Linked DNA regions of Ovis canadensis: all the other regions are linked to region 3. A link is a contact called in public Hi-C data. All regions are on one chromosome and are shown on one strand. The core of a region is the stretch at or near the end of the contact, and the rest is flanking DNA. Distances in the headings are between cores, read along the strand shown. Region 1 holds the start of HOXC5 (homeobox C5). Region 2 holds the start of HOXC8 (homeobox C8). Region 3 holds the start of SMUG1 (single-strand-selective monofunctional uracil-DNA glycosylase 1).

Region 1 (3,622 bases), core at 867-3,366, 140 kb before region 3:
CTGTATAAATCCGACCTCTGGATCCGTTCTCGAATATTTAATAAAACTGATATTATTTTTAAAAGTTTATATCAGGATTTCTGTTACTTCGCTCGCCCGCCGGCCTCAGGCTGAAAGTTGGAGCAGGCTCTGAGCGCTCCCGCGTCTGCCCGCCGCCTGCGAGCCCCCGGCCCCCTGCACGCGCCTGGCCAGGCCCGGCGCCGATCCCGGCCTTGTGGTTCTCCCCGGGGTTGCACTGGGGGCTGGGAGGCCTCTCCGGGCTCCCCACGCAGAGCAACGCATTCAAACCGCAAAAAAAAAAAAAAAAAAAAAAAAGGCCGCATAGGTTTGGTTGGGGGTAGAGTGGGACCCCGGGTTGGCCGCATTGGTCTCCGGCCCCACACAGGCCTTTCTTCCTGTCTTTGGTAGTTTGGGGTCCTCGGCTTCTGAACCCCGGACCCCCAAAGGCCAGAAAGGCCGCATCATCCAGGCCCCAGGTCGCCCCCGCCCACTCCCGGGAGTAGGGAGGGAGGCGCCGGAGCCAGCAGGGCAGCCCCCGGCCCGCGCCAGGATTCTTGCGAAACGTGGCGGAGGCGGAGAGCCGAGGGGAAAAAGCAGACCGCCGGGATCTGAGCCCTTCTGCAGGGCCTGAACGATTCAAGGACATCTCGGAAAAGAAAGCCTGGAAACTGAGCTCTCGCCTGCTCTGGGACTCCTGACGTGGCCGGGACCAAATTCCTTCTTCCTTACTTCTCCAGCCCGTCTTTTCCTTATTGTTTCTTCTCCCCTCAAACTAGGCCAGCGAGGAGCGCAGCCAGACCCTAGCCCTTCCCCAGCTCAGGCCGTCTTTCCTAAGCCCAGCCAGAGAAACCTGAGTGGATGTAGGGGGTGAGGTATTGAGGGGGTCTCTCCCGGAGGGAAAAAAATCCGCCAGAGTTTTCCAGACCTTCCAGATCCCCGCCAGCGCCCCCTCCAGCGCCTCCACCAGCGGGGGGGCCGAAGGGGGGCTTCTCGTGGCAGGGGCGGAGATTTCCTGGGGAGAGACAGGCAGGAAAGAATAAGGCTTGGCGCTAGGGGAGGGGGTCGGAAAGGGGCCGAATGGCTGCGGAGGCCTTGGTCTCAGGCTGTGAAGGTGGCCCAGGCGCCTGCCCTGCCCACCCCCAGCCCCCTGCCCCCAGCCAGGTCCTTTGGGAGACCTCCAGATAGCTCAGAAATTGCTCTCCCTTGGACCTTCTGAACCCAGGTCCCTGGAAAGCCTGGTTCAGAGGCCTTTTCCCCAAAGGGCACAAAACAGGCTTTTTCCTTTGCCCTGCTCATATAATATTTGTGGAAGCTTGAATTTTGCTTCTCCATGCCCTCAATGAACATACATATTTCCATCCAAAATACTTGGCATGGGTACCACACGAGGGTCATACACAGGGATGTAGAGCAGTCCTCCAGTTCATTATGTCTGATTCTTTACCTACGCAGCTAGCCACTCACCCACCCACCCACATAATTGAAAATTGCCTTGATGTCACTCTGGAGTCCCTGGTGTGATGAGGAGGCCTACCTATCTTCCCCTGGCTCCTTACCTCCAGGCTCACCCCAAAGTCCCCAGCAATCTTAGTCCCAGGAGCCCCCTATCTAGCTCTGTCCACCCAGGACCACTCCTCATGGCATCCTGTCTACCTCTCCAGAGGCTGGGTTCACTTTCTCAGCCTGACAGGCACCTCTTCAGCAGTATCAGGGCTCCGGGACCTCAAAGGAAAGGACCTGGACCCTTGATTTAGAGAACCTGAGATAAGACTCCTCCAGTCTGGGCTGGGGCTCTCCTACCTCAATCCCCTTCTCAGATATTTTTGAACATTGAAACTCCCTGGGGTTGTGGAGGATGGGGCTATCCGTTATCAAAAAACGCTCTGCGCGTCCTGGTGAAGCCTTATCTCCCGTTAAAATTAAATACAATTTAAAAGGCCATTTCAGGAGTTTATTGCAGCAACACCCAGCTTCTCCTTTACAGGGTAAAAAATCCTGAGAGGCCTGAAGGCCAGCCAGCGAGCCAGGATGCAATTCCTGAAAGTAGGCACCAGGTGTCGCTGTGGGCTTGTTGTCCCGGCTACCCCCCAATTCCAAGAACCATTTTTTTTTTCTCCCCCTTCTCTCTTTTTCTCTCTCTCACTCCCTCTCCCCCTTGGTTGGGCTTTGCCAACATATCAAGATGCGTTTCGCCGGCTTCCATCACTAACCTCCCGGAGGTCATCAAGCCAAATTTATGAGTGGCCGCTCGAGTCACGTGACTCTATTTAAGGCTCCCTTATTTGGGAAGAGCGCATAGGATAAAGAAAGAGATATCTCCACCTATAAATTGTGCACTTTGGAGAACAAAAAACCCCTCAACTTCAAAGAGTCACAAATCACCCTTAATCAAAAAGGGTGCAGAAATTTTTTTTGGGCCCTCCCCGCCATGAGCTCCTACGTAGCCAATTCATTCTATAAGCAGAGCCCCAATATCCCTGCCTATAACATGCAAACTTGTGGGAACTATGGATCGGCCTCAGAGGTGCAGGCATCCAGGTACTGCTACGGCGGATTGGACTTAAGCATCACTTTCCCACCGCCTGCGCCTTCCAACTCTCTCCACGGGGTAGACATGGCTGCCAACCCCCGGGCTCACCCCGACCGCCCCGCCTGCAGCGCCGCAGCCGCTCCGGGACACGCTCTGGGCAGAGATGAAGCGGCTCCTCTGAACCCCGGGATGTACAGTCAGAAGGCGGCTCGCCCAGCGCTGGAGGAGCGAGCTAAGAGCAGTGGGGAGATCAAAGAGGAGCAGGCGCAGACAGGGCAGCCTGCCGGACTGAGCCAGCCACCGGCCGCGCCACAGATTTACCCGTGGATGACCAAACTGCACATGAGCCACGGTAAACTTTAGGACTTCATTTTGCGCGCTCGGGTCCGCCTGGGTTTTATAGGCCATGCGGGGCAAATAAAGAAAAAAAACCTGCGGCCATAAATTTTACGATCCAGGCATCAATGGCTCGTAAAACTGTCCACTAAAAGGCTTAGAGGCTGTGTGCGCCCAAATTTACGACGACATAATTGGATCATAGGAACAAAACGTGTATAAAAGGCAATATTCAATTTTTGGGGGAGAGGGAGGGAGTTAAAAAAATAGAGGGATCTGAAGGGTGAGGAGCGCGGGGCTCCAGAGCGGGGATCCCCCCGCGGTCCCTCCTCCCTCCCCTGCGGAGCCGGCTCGGCCGCCGCTTGCGGCTCTGGAGGATTCCAGCGACTCGGGAGGGGCGGGAGGGGGGTCCCCGGTGCTCGGATCTCGAGGGTGCTTATTGTTCGGTCCGAGCCTGGGTCTCCCTCTCCCCCCACCCCCAGCCCCTCCGGCTGCTGAGTGAAGGCTGCGGCGGAAAGTTTCCTGCCTGGGCGGAGGCTCCTCTCCCGGGGCCAGGCTGGGCTGGGCCGGGCCCGCCTGCGGCCCGCCGGGCCTGTCCGGCCCCGGTCGCGTCTTCTCCCTCTGGCCGCGGGTGGGGGCCTGGGGCTGGGATGGGGACGCTGGGGTGCTGCACGCTATTCACCCCTTCCTGGCTTGGGGGGGTTTATATTCCAGAGACGGACGGCAAGCGGTCCCGAACCAGTTACACGCGCTACC
Region 2 (3,148 bases), core at 186-2,685, 170 kb before region 3:
TCTGCATCGTCCTCCCCTGCACTTTTATTTCTTCCTTCATCCCTAGAGCTGGGCTCCGGATGGATAGCGAAGAAAAAGATCTGATTTTCTAACTGCCTCCTTCCTCATCCAACCCTGAAACTCCAAAATGTGGAAGGAAAATAGGTAGCATTTTTCTTTTTTATGATGCAAAGAGAGAAAGATGCATGTGTGTTTATCAGGTCTTATTTTCATATATGTCTGGGTGTGCACAAGTGTGCACAGCGTCTGTGAAGTGTCAGAGGTGCTTTCTGATAGTTGAGTGGGTGTGCGTTTGATGTTGTTTGTGGTGGAAGAGAGCATATACAATATGTGTGGATCCTGAGTATGGCCCCGTATTGCTCTTACATACTGTGGAGGGGGAGGACCAGAAAAATCATTCTTCTTCTTCATTCACCTGCACAGAGCACACGTGTCCACAGCTCTCTTTCTCCCTTTTCTCTCTGCCTGTGTTCAGTCCATGTAACTGTACATGTTTATGGCCTGAGAAGGGTGCTGATGGGATAAGGGTCTTTTATCCATTAGCATTAACTTGAATTTACCCAGTCTTGGGGATGGGGGAAACCCCCCAGAGAAGAGTGGGTAAATATTTAAAGAGTGTCTGTTGACAGTTCCCATCCACATCCTGGCCTGGGCAGCCTGCCTGGGGGAGTTGGGGCGGGGGCGCGGATGCAGTGAAGCCAGGAGGCCCCTCCAGGCCAAACTGGCATTTCCTATGGGGTTAGGGTATGTGGGGACAAGTAAGAGGCCTGCTTTAGACTCCTCCAACCCAGATACAAGGGGTCTCCTAAGAAGCAACCTCCTGGATCAGCCCAGCCAGAAGCCAGAGAACCACAGCTGCCCTCTCCTCTGTTCCCACCAGCGGCTTTGCTCTCAGAGCCTCCAGCAAGCTCGTGGCCATTGCCCGGGCTTCCTGCCTGAGGCATGAGCTAGTGTCTGAAGGGGCAGTGCAGCCCTGACTGGGTATGTGGAGTGTCCTTGCCTCTGGCCCTCTCTACTACCCACAGCCAGCTGACAAGGCATCTTAAGAATCTAGGGAGGACAGGGCAGCTGGATAGGGGCAAGAGGGTTCTGATAGCTGAAGTGTCTGGGGATAAGATGTGCTTTTCCTTCTAAAGTCCCCAGACTTAAGGACCCCCTGGGGAACCCACCTTTGGTTGTTAGGGGACCGCTCTCTCTGGTTGGCATTCAGCCCCCTCGGGGGTCTTATACCTGTTGAGGTAACCTGAGTTGACCTGCCGGCTCAGGTACCTCTCTCTCTGAGAGGAAGGAAACGAGAAGGGAGGAGAGGCACCTTCAAATCTGAATGCGCACCTTGGAAAAGCTGGCCCCAGCCATTAGCTGGGGCTGGCTCACCACCACCCCCCACATACCACACCCCCATCCCTCCCCCTTCCTCCCCTCCCCTTCTTCCAGGTCCCCCCAGCCCTGAACCCCTCTATCCCCCGCCCGCCATCCCTCCCTTCCTTCTCTCTCTCTCTCTCTCTCTCTCCCTCTCTCTCTCCCTCTCTCTCTCTCCCTCTCGCCTGTCTTCATGTCGTGGATTGATGAACGCGAATCGCGTGTAAGCGCCGCCACCGCCGGGAGTCTGAGGAATTCGCCTGGGCTGTTAAAGGAAAGAGCTAAGTGCGAGAGCGCGAGCTCTACCTACCGACAGTGAAGAGAGCCGCCGCCGCCGCCGCCGCCCGCTTGCCCGCCGCCGCCCGCGCCCAGCCCGGGAGCTGCGCCGCCCCGCCGGCCGCCGGCACCCAGGCGCCCCCCACCTGCCCAGCCCGGCCCGCCGCCCCGGGGAGCCGGCCGGCCTGGGGATCGCTCCCGGGGGGAGGGCAGTTTCGGGGGTCCCGGGCGGGGGAGTCGGGAGCCAGAGGGGAGGGGGCGGCGGGTTTTCATGTGCCCAGCATGAGCTCCTACTTCGTCAACCCCCTGTTCTCCAAGTACAAAGGCGGCGAGTCCCTGGAGCCGGCCTATTACGACTGCCGCTTCCCGCAGAGCGTGGGCCGGAGCCATGCGCTGGTGTACGGGCCCGGCGGCTCGGCGCCCGGCTTCCAGCACGCCTCGCACCACGTCCAAGACTTCTTCCACCACGGCACCTCGGGCATCTCCAACTCGGGCTACCAGCAGAACCCGTGCTCGCTGAGCTGCCACGGAGACGCCTCCAAATTCTATGGCTACGAGGCGCTCCCCAGACAGTCCCTTTATGGGGCTCAGCAAGAGGCGAGCGTGGTGCAATATCCCGACTGTAAATCCTCCGCCAACACTAACAGTAGCGAAGGACAAGGCCACTTAAATCAAAACTCGTCTCCCAGCCTCATGTTTCCATGGATGAGACCCCACGGTGAGAAGCCTTTTCTCTTTCCCCCTTGGTCTCCCGCGCTCCGGGGTCTTCCCCCCCTCCCTCGCCTCCTTTTTGTCTGCCCTCGCTTTCCCTCTTGGCTTGGGGCTGTCTCGGGCCCCACCCCCGGGCCTGAGTGGGTTTCTGGAGGTTGGGAGGTTCAGCTGGGGGTGGGGCACCGGGTTTGTCTCGGAGATTTGGGGGATTGGGGTAAAAGTGGGGGGAGAGGTGGTATCTGGGTGCAAAGGGTTAAAAAAAACGGTTTCTCCACCTCTTGTCAGTCAGTCAGTCTCTCTCTTTCCTCTTTCTCTGTCTGTTTCTCTCACCGTCTCTAGTCAAAGTTGGGGAGGTGGCTGGGAAGGAGCAGGGGACCCTGAGGTTATCAGCCTTTGGAACAAGCCAGTTTCTCCATAAGGCAGAGAGCCCCAGTCCAGGACAGTGGCCAGGCTGTCTTGGGATGAAGACCCCTGCTTCCCTCCCCTGGCTGGGTCAGGGGGTGGCAGGACCCCAAGGACAGGTGATCTACTTCTCTGGGGTACCCACCACCTCCTCTCAGAGAATTAGCCTTAGGGCCACTACCCCAACTTTGCTCTACTTCCCTCAGTTGGACAGAAGAGAAGGAGTCAGAAAGGAAGGGGAAAAAAAAAAAAGAGTACTGAAAAGGAGGGAGGCCATGTAGGTTAGAGGGCTCTGAGGTCCAGAAGACCCTCGCCAAGCTGCCCCCCATCAAAGGCTTCTGGGGTCTTCCTGAGACCCTCAGGGCAGCTCAGGTCATGAGCCCCTCCAAAGGTGGCCCCT
Region 3 (3,138 bases), core at 327-2,826:
GCTTGAGAGCTTGCCAGGCTCTGGGCACGTTTCCATCACATCTGGGCCTCCCACAGGGCAGGGATCATGGTTCTTCTCCCTCTCAACCCCATATGCAGGTCAAGAGTAACCTCTTCCCCCAGGTGGGACCACAAGGTTGACACAACAGCTTGATCCATCAACCTGTTCTCTGACCCTAGCCTTGGGAGAGTGGGAAAGAGAGAGAAAAAACATCTTAACTATGCTCCAATATAATATAAAAATTTTAAAAGTCAGGGCTAAACTTAGGAAATCCTTCCCTAGACTGCTCTCAGAACTCTTTAACCGATCTGTCCGGGTGGCTACCCGGGCCAGCTGGACTCAAACAAAGGCTGAGAAGGGCGCTGTGGAGAACTCCGTTGGCTCCGGGGCCCTTCCTTTGCATCTCCCCATACAGTGCCAACATTAGCAGACTGCCTGCTCCAAGTCTGGCATCTCTTTCAGGTCTTAAGGTTGAGCCTACCTTTGATCTTTAGGGACCCATCCTGAAGACAGCAAGGCCAGGAATACACAGAAGAGTGACAAGGCCTTATTTTCAATGTTCTAGAATTTCAAAGCCTGATCAGAAGGCAAGAGCTACAGGCTATGTGTCAACTGACTATAATTCTAGTCCCGGTTTCATCTCTAAGGTTCTCCTAAGCAAGTCATTTAACTGTCTTCTCTATGAGATGAAAATCAAAATTCCCATCCAACCTACCACCAGCTGTTAACTCATTTTTCCCCCCAATATTTATGAGTCTCTTACATGACAGGCATTGTGGTAGTCTTTTGGTGGGGAAGAAATCCAAAATGAACAAACAACTCACAAACGACTGTGACATGGCACATAAACAACTGTAATACACTGTGACATACTGTGATTCCAGCTTTAATGTCCTGAAGAAAACACCTTGGAAGCCCAAAGGAGAAACCAGGAAATTCTATGTAAAGTCACCCAGGGACAGAGAGCAAGAAATGTCGGTTTCTGAAATCACTGATAAATTACAGTGTCACATTAAGCACAAGTGGAGGGTGATCCACCGATAAGTCTGGCCACCTAGGCTCTCTGGCACTAAACTCAGTAAAGGCAGAAGGAATCCAAGACACTGTCCACTCCCGTGTCCCTTGGGGGCACTTTAGGAATCCACATGGACAATCAGCAAATCCTTAAAACCAATAATGATAACAATAATACTAATAGAGCATGGACTGAGAAGTTCCCAACACTTCATCTCCCCTCCTAGTTCGAGGGGGCTGACAAGTAAGGATCCACAAGAAACCTCCACGTCCGCCCGCGGGCTCCGCCCGACGGGAAAGCCTCGTCTCAGCAGGTCTCCGGGGCGGTTCCATGGGCTCGGCTTTCTCTGCGCCGGGCGAGCCCCTGACGGAGAGAGGGGGCCCGAAACACAGACATTTCCACTCCCCGCCTGTCACCTCCAGCTAGCCCGGGGAGCCCCTAGCCCGCCCCCCAGCGCCCCAGGTTCCCAGACTCCAACTTCCTCACCTGGTCCAGCGCCCCATCCGGTTTCCGGTTCCTTTTCCCACCCCTCCCGCCGGGCGCGGAGGACTGTGGGAGTTGTAGTCCACTTTGTTTAGGGAAAGAGATTGGCATAGCTGCGGCCACTTCCGCCGGAAATACTCAAATTCCCGGAAAGTGTGCTAAGTTGGCAGTAAGTAACTCTGGGGGTTGTAGTTTATTCTTTACACCAGGGCTAAATCCAGACGACTTGAGAAGTGAGAAGCTACGTTCTGTAAGGACCTTGAAGATCCTGGGCTTTAGCTGTAAAAGGCATCACCTTTCCAAAAGTTCATACACTTTCCTCAAAGGGATTGTGAATCAGGGAGCTTCAACTATCTGCAGTCTCTTAACTCACCTGAGGGTATTAACAATGGCTACAGACTATTTCTAGCCCTCCTGCTGCTCCAGATATAAGAGACCTCTCCTATGCAGCCCTCCAAGGACTGTATGTAGGACACCCACGAAAGCACTTCTGGCATCTCTAGCTAAACTCCTTAGTAATAACTTTGAGACTCTTCCATCCCACATTACTGTCCAAGCCCGTCTCCACAGCTTTACCATTTCACTTCTCTCCCTCCTCGGCCCTGCTGTCTACCCAGCCCTATTACCTTCCATCCTTCCCAGTCCTACCTCTGGAATACTCTGTCCAGGACACCTTTCTTGACAGATTCTATGGCTGCATCTAACAGTTCATTCACTCCCACCGTCCCAACCCAATACTAATGTCCAAAGCTGTCCCACTCCTAGCTCTGTTCTTGTCCTGTGGCTGGATCTGTGTCTGTGTCCTGACTATAATATTGTCATTAGACTGGAAACCCCATAAGGTCACTTATCTGGTAGATTCTTCTCATCCCCACCTCCTGAATACCCCAGCACAGGTATGACTGAGACCAGAGGAAAGCAGTCTCCCTGCAGGTGGAGACCAGTGAATCCCAGAAGAGGAAGAGGTGAGAGAACAAGGATGCGACCCCCTTCTCTAGCCTCCCCTGCTCTCCTACCAACAGACAAAAACTTAAAGGGTGCAGCAGGAGCTTCAGGGAACTGAGTAGTGACCCTCTGAACCACAGATGAGAAACCACCCCAACCCTTGTAAGACTTCGGAAACTGAATTAATCATCCCCTTCAACAAAGTCCATTATTTCCTGAGGTTTCATTTGTGCCGGATTCTCTCCTTCTCTGTGTCTTTGACTCTCTCTGCCTATGTATATGTATCTCTATCCCTAGTCTCTTGTATAGTCTCTCTCTCCTTCTGTGTACATCTGTCTCCCTGTTTCTGCTTTTTTCTCTGGAATGAGTGAAATAAGAGTATCCTGACCTTCTGACTGGCTCTTCACTCAGGCGTCTCTGTCTCAGTAGATCTACATGTTTCTGTGTTTCTAAACAAAAATTAGGCAGAGAGGGGAACCATGCTGGTGGCATTATCTTATTACCTAAGAATTCTAGGAGGGAATTCCCTGATGGTCCAGTGGTTATGACTCAGTGCTTTCACTGTTGTGGTCCCAGATTCAGCCCCTGGTCAGGGAACTAAGATCCCACAAACTGCATGGCTTGGCCAAATTTTTTTTTAAAACATCTAGGAACCTCACCATCCCTTTGACAACCTTCCTGCCGCCCCACCCTTC

The links. A called contact is a pair of places that touch in the nucleus more often than the background predicts.
Region 1: a contact with region 3 is called in a Hi-C map of fibroblasts, with 6 times the contacts expected there. The contact joins the promoter of HOXC5 here to the promoter of SMUG1 in region 3. A contact is called at or near these places in 2 of 2 Hi-C or Micro-C datasets (fibroblasts and lung).
Region 2: a contact with region 3 is called in a Hi-C map of fibroblasts, with 5 times the contacts expected there. The contact joins the promoter of HOXC8 here to the promoter of SMUG1 in region 3. A contact is called at or near these places in 2 of 2 Hi-C or Micro-C datasets (fibroblasts and lung).

What each region holds. Positions count from the first base shown.
Region 1 is chr3:138,176,315-138,179,936 of ARS-UI_OviCan_v2, reverse strand. It overlaps HOXC5 (homeobox C5), which reads left to right and starts at 2,116. Exons shown (of 2, transcript XM_069580708.1): 1 at 2,116-2,882; 2 at 3,581-3,622. The coding sequence starts at 2,429. All of the region lies in intron 1 of HOXC4 (homeobox C4), which reads left to right. HOXC6 (homeobox C6) reads left to right here. Exons shown (of 3, transcript XM_069580706.1): 3 at 1-64.
Region 2 is chr3:138,199,794-138,202,941 of ARS-UI_OviCan_v2, reverse strand. HOXC8 (homeobox C8) reads left to right here and starts at 1,435. Exons shown (of 2, transcript XM_069580699.1): 1 at 1,435-2,353. The coding sequence starts at 1,918. All of the region lies in intron 1 of HOXC4 (homeobox C4), which reads left to right. All of the region lies in intron 1 of HOXC6 (homeobox C6), which reads left to right.
Region 3 is chr3:138,032,475-138,035,612 of ARS-UI_OviCan_v2, reverse strand. SMUG1 (single-strand-selective monofunctional uracil-DNA glycosylase 1) reads right to left here and starts at 1,576. Exons shown (of 3, transcript XM_069580690.1): 1 at 1,502-1,576.